2 separate regions of the Triticum aestivum genome follow, and region 2 is linked to region 1. Evidence: chromatin contacts called from public Hi-C data. All regions are on one chromosome and are shown on one strand. Each heading gives the region's core, a stretch centred on a gene start, on an enhancer-like site or on the middle of the called end of the contact. The rest is flanking DNA. Distances are from core to core; before and after follow the strand shown.

Evidence for each region. A called contact is a pair of places that touch in the nucleus more often than the background predicts.
Region 2: a Hi-C map of leaf shows a contact between it and region 1, with 5 times the contacts expected there. The contact joins the promoter of LOC123145580 here to the promoter of LOC123145578 in region 1. A contact is called at or near these places in 1 of 5 Hi-C or Micro-C datasets (leaf) and 1 of 1 datasets of contacts at active chromatin or transcription factors (leaf).

What each region holds. Positions count from the first base shown.
Region 1 is chr6D:427,959,568-427,962,541 of IWGSC CS RefSeq v2.1, forward strand. LOC123145578 reads left to right here and starts at 1,598. Exons shown (of 3, transcript XR_006472329.1): 1 at 1,598-2,234; 2 at 2,466-2,974. LOC123145579 reads right to left here and starts at 1,443. Exons shown (of 1, transcript XM_044565038.1): 1 at 1,056-1,443. The coding sequence starts at 1,443. The coding sequence ends at 1,056.
Region 2 is chr6D:428,515,108-428,518,081 of IWGSC CS RefSeq v2.1, forward strand. LOC123145580 (F-box protein FBW2) reads right to left here and starts at 1,387. Exons shown (of 3, transcript XM_044565039.1): 1 at 1,155-1,387; 2 at 702-1,045; 3 at 1-609. The coding sequence starts at 1,012.

The DNA.
Region 1 (2,974 bases), core at 348-2,847:
TATCATCGCTAGTTGTCTCTGTTGAGTGATGCAAAACAAAATTTAGTGCTTTAGACAGTATATGTATAGCCAACAGGTGGTACATATTTGAATGTAAAGATGAAGATGCAATACAATAACAATATAGGACAAGCTAATCAAGAGGAACATGCACCCTTCTGCGTCCTTTCCATTTGCTGCGCCGGTGATGGGGTTCTCCTTGTTCTGTTTACGCCATCTTTTCCTTTTCTCCACAATATCTTCTCACCCCTCAGATATGGGGAGAGGTGAAGAACAAGAAAGAGAGGATCTGAAGGTAGTAGGAGAAACCAACAACGAGGCCAACTTCATGGGTCGTGTGCTTTGCGCACACCTCAGGGGAGGAGCAGCAGTGAGGAGGAGAAGAGGGCTGGGAAAGGGGGGAAGAGAGGAGGAGGGCTCACCGGATGACGAGCAGACATCGGCGAGGTGTGCAGGCAGCGGGGGGAGAGGAGAAGCCAGCGCTGCGCCGTCCTCTGCTTAGGAGCATCTTTGTCTCTCCAGACACCGCGCGCTCCCCGGCCACCCCATTGCGCCCCTGTTCGGCATGATCCTTGCTCGTGCCCTCGACCTCCTCATCCATACACAGGCGCCGCAGGGACGCACGCGGGAGGGGAGCCGAGCCATGGAGAAGAAAGGGTGTGGCGGCTGGGGGATTTTCTTTCTGGATCCAGCAGCTGCGGGGATTGAGCGGGGATGGAGACGAGGCGGCTGACGCGAGCCTCGGGAGTCGGGACGAGAGGGGATTGGACGAGCCATCGAGGCCCCTCGGCAGCTGTCCCCACAACGCACGACGCGCGCAGCGCATGGGGAACGACCCGCCAAAAGCAGTTGACACGAAAAACTCTAAGGGAAATGCCGGCGCAACACTCGGCCGGTCTCCATCTCCACGTGACGCAGCACGTCCTCCCACGCGCCAAAATAGGCTCACGCACCGCTGTTTCTCCTTTCCTTATCCTCTCGCGAGCCTTCCTGTCCATTCATTTTTCACCCCCTCTTCTTTTCCCCATGGATCTCAAATCAGTTCTCACCCGTCATCGCGCAAGGCAGGGGGAGGACATGGCCTGCACCTTCTCCATGCTCATGGCTTTGACGGGGGGCGGCGCTGCTAACCACTGCATGGCGGCGGCCTTGGGGCGGCGTGGCGGAGCGGGTGCTGGAGACGGGGGCGTCCATTGGTGCTGGAGACGGCGTCCAGCGATGCTGCAACCAGCCGAGCATGGCGTTGCCCACCACGGGCACGGTGACCACGCTGACGGGTGCTGCAAACCACGGTGGCAAAACGATGGAACCGTGGCGGAGGATGCTGGAACCGGCTGAGCCCGATGCTGCGACGAGGCGGCGATTTTTGGTGTGGTGAAGTTTTTGGTGGAACCAGGCATCAGCGGTGCTACAACCAGCCACAAAAATTGCTGGAACCGGCATCCACCGGTGCTGGAACCGGACGCGCCTTCCCACCGCGAACGGTTTTTTGCTGGAACTTGCTACTTCTTTTGCTACATCTACTTTCCTTTTGGATTTTGCTTCCTGTTATTTTTGCTGGAACCGGACACTCCTCGCACTGCCGACGTGCTTTTTGGCTGGAACCAGCTTTTCTTTTTGCTGAAACTTGCTACATCGACTTCTTCATTTGGTGGGGATGGGTGGTGTTTTTGCTACAACCGGCAACTACAAAAGTTACATCTACAACCGGCAACTACAAAAGTTACATCCGGCGAGCGGTTTTTGTACGACCAGCAATGAGGATGAGTACTTCCTTTTTGCTAGCTCATTGTCAGCATGCTGCGACCGGCGACCGGCGCCACCGGAGCTGCGGTCGTCGCCACAGGGAGCTGCAGCCACGGGCGCACGCTGCTGCATGCATGTAGCGAGAAACGCAAGAGGTGGCTACGATGGCGACCTGCAGGGACGAGGACGACCGGCGGCGAGGGCAGCGACTAGCGAGATGTGCCAGGCAGTGCTTCAAGGCCGGGTGCGTCGCTAGTCCATGGCTACCTGATGGAAGCTTGTTTTTTCCAAAGAAAAAAATACATTGACAGAGAAAGGAGAGAGAATCGTGTGGCTACCCGATGTTTGATCGGACGCTGCTGGTGCGACCGGCCCAAATTTCGGCGGGCGCACCGGCGCGTGTGACTCGCCAAACTCTAACCCACACTGCGGGGACATGAGCGCAGCCGACGAGCGGGACCAGGGGAACACCGGCCCACCCGTCATAGGTACTCCCTCCGGTCCTTTTTACTCCACGTATTAGATTTGTCTGAAGTTAAACTTTGCTAACTTTGACCAAATTTATAATAGAAACTATTAACATATATAATACCTTATGAAAATATATTCGAAGATGGATCTATTGATATTGGTGTTGGTTGTTATTAGAATGTTAATATTTTTTTAATAAATTTGGTCAAACTTTGAAGAGTTTGACTTCAGATAAAGCTAATATGCAGAGTAAAAATGACCGAAGGGAGTACGACACAAGCGTGGGCGTGAAAACCAGGTGCATGTGCGTCCGCCAACCCTTCAGCAGCGTTGCGCAGTCCTCGCACGACGCACGCCACAGTCAGCGCGCAACGACCCATGCGACGCGCCAGGGGCGGTCTACCCGAGAATTTCTAACCCAGCCAATGGAAGAACTGGGCGAGCCCACCAGTCATCATAGCCCACGCTCGATCACTGGGTCAAAATAGAAAGTAAAAAACGTGCGGCCAACAAGGCGCGTTGACCCGACCAAGCGAGATCAAACGGCCATGACAATGTGAAATCGGTGGATCGCTCGGGAGGGCGGGTCGTCCCGGAACCTTATATGTTAGAATATAATATAATTAATTATCAAAAGCACACTAACTGATTTCTTCTTTCATATTTTATAATCTGTTAATTGTAGATATTGCTGGTGTAGTCATGTACGTGGGCCCAGTTGACTATGATACATATTCCCCTCTATGCATGAGGGAAG
Region 2 (2,974 bases), core at 137-2,636, 560 kb after region 1:
CGCACCTCGAGGTTCTCCACGAGGCCCGGCCCGTCGCCCCACACGGCCTCGTCGTCGTCGCTGCCGACCACGCCGTAGTACTCGTCGTCGTCCATGAGCTCCCACGAGTAGACCTCGTCGTCCTCAGAGTCGTCGTCGGAGCACTCCTCCCAGTAGCTGTTCTCGAAGCAGTCGTCGACGCCCGGGCCGAGGACGCTGAGCCGCGGGTGGCGCGCCCGCAGCAGCGCCTCGTCGACGGCCCAGCAGCCGCGCAGGTCGACGAACTCCAGGCCCCGGCACCGGGAGAGCACCTCCAGGATGGCCTCCGTGGTGACCAGCATGTAGCCGACCTCCAGGTGGCGGAGCGCCGGCATGGTGCGCGCGATGGCGCGGGCCTCGTCGTGCTGCCCGCACGCGTTGCGCCCGGCCACGTCGATCGGGTGCATCACGCGCCGGAGCGCCGCCAGGGACCGGCAGTGGCGGCCGAACGCCTCCAGCGCGCGCGCCCCGATCTTGGTGCAGCTGCTGATGTCCAGGAACGTGAGGTTGGGCAGCCCCGGCGCCACCGCCTCCACCACGGCGTCGCTGATCTCGCTCCGCGGGATCTCCAGCGTCCTCAGAGCGCGCGCGCTTGAAGAAGACAGAGAAATTCAGGCGCGCCATTTCGAATGAATGATCTTAACACGCAGCCGACGGCGATGGTGAGTGAGTGAGATGCTTACTGGTCGCCGATGAAGGAGAAGAGCGGGTCGCAGGGGAGGCCGGAGACGCTGATGCGGCGGCAGGCGCCGGAGCTGCGGCGGAGGAGCAGGTCGAGCATGCGGATGAGGTGGTCCGGGCGGCTGTGCCGCTGCTGGCTCCACTCCTCGATGTCGATCTCCTGCCAGCAGTAGGGCCCGGCCACGACGCGCCCCCAGGACTTGCACACCCGCGGCACCACCGTCAGCACCTCCTGCAGCGGCAGGTTGCGGAAGACGAGCCCCAGCGCGTCCGGCAGCAGCTCCTCCCAGCACCGGTACTCGCTCTCCCCCATTGCTCCTCCTCTCTCCCTCCCTCCTCGTCTCCCCTGCAGCCAAAGAGGTGCAAAATCAACGCAATTCCCCGCTCCAGCCAGCCAAGAACCAGAAGCCTCCGGCCATTTCCACTCCTCTGACTGAGGTTGGCCGCCTACCTACCTTAGAAATCACTCGAGGGTCAGGGGAGCAGCTGGGAGCGGCAGACTCTCCTCGGAGTCGGAGCAGAGCAGAGGGCCACGGTGAGCGAAACCCAAATGAGGAAACCTGTCCGAGAAGCGAGCGAGGAGCAAGATATAAGAAGCGCCACCACAGAGGTTGCAAGCTTGATTAGGCGCTGCTAATTACTAGTGGTAGTACTAAGAGCATCTCCAACAACAGGCGCCGAACACGCGGCGCGCCCATCGCTGGCTCCAGCCGCGCTAAAAACAGCACGCGCAGCTCCAGCAGTGCGCAAAAATACAGTGCGCTCATTCTATAACATTTTTTTTATAAAATTTGCATAGATAAAAAACGATACAAAGGTATTTTACATTTTACATCGGTGCAACTAGATAGATAGTTCGAAAGCATAGATAGATAGAACTACGGTGCAACTAGATAGATAGAACTACGGTGCAACTAGATAGAAACTACTACGGCATACATAGATAGAAACTACTCCAAGTCGCTACCATCATCATCATCATCCTCCTCCTCGGTGTTGTCCGAGGTATCGAGCCACATGTCGTCCCAACGTTCATCGTCTGACGTGAAGATCGACCTCCCACCTGCTGCAACGATATCGGACTGCGCATTCGCCAATGCCTTCCGCCGACGCCGGTCCACCCGCTCCGCGCGGCGCCTTGCCGTCCTCTCCGCCCAGTAGGCACGCTCGTCGGCGACGTCCTCCGGGTGGCGACGGCGCCACTCCGCCATGGCTCGCTCGTCCTCCTCGGCGATGAGGAGGCGGCGCTGCCGCTGAGCGTGGTCGGCACAGTCCATGTCGGTGATGAGACGCGGCGGAGGGGCGACGCGCTGCGCCTGCTCGCGCGTGAAGACGTCTCGGAAGTTCATCTGCGACCGGGGCCTCTCCAAGCGCCACGCCGCCGCGTCGTACGCGCGGGCCGCCTCGTGCGCGCTCCGGAACGACCCGAGGCCGAGCCGGACGTCGCCGGACCGGATCTCGGCGGAGTACCAGCCGTTGGGGCGCTCGCGGACGCCGCGGTAGCCCGAAGAACCCCGGCGGCGCGGCGGCATGGTGGCGCGGTGGTGGCGCGAGGTTGCGAGGGGAGGACGCGTGGCTATGTTCTGTGCGCGTGGCGAGCGCGGGATTTTATAGGCGCGCGCGAAGCGGCGCGCCAAATCTACCGCGCCGCGTGCCGCTTTCTCCCGCGCGCGCGCAAACGCTTCCCGCGCGCGGTAAGTTTCCTTCACCGCTGGAGCGCGCGGAACCAGCCGGCGCGCGCTAAAACCAAACTTTACCGCGCGGGCGCGCGTTTTGCCGTGCCTGTTGGAGATGCTCTAATGGCTAGAGTAGCAAGTAGGGAGTCCAATCAGGGAGTACCAGGAACGGCACGGCACGGCACGGATCTGAAAAGAGGGCCTCTTGCAGGGGCGGAAAAGGGTCGTCGGGGCCGGTGTGTACGCTTGACAGTTGGTGCTGCCCGTCGTCCGTGTGACCTACCATGGCGCATCAGGGGCAAGGAGAAAGTCTGGGTACGTGTGGGAAAGGAAGAACGCTTGAGCCTCAGCCTTCTGATGGGGGTAGGGTAGGGTAGGGTAGATGTGTGTTCGTTTTTACCTAGGTGAATCTGCGAGAAACAGTGGCTGGAGCGTGATGCTGGCCTGCAAATTTACCGGATTGACGATGGGGGAGAAGATGGCCCGGATTCCGATTGGGATCCGCCGGGGGAACGCCTGCTGGAGAAGCCACCGCCGCTGCTGAAAAAACTGTTGATCGTGGTACAACGTGATCTCTTTTTTTACATAATTTTTTTCTT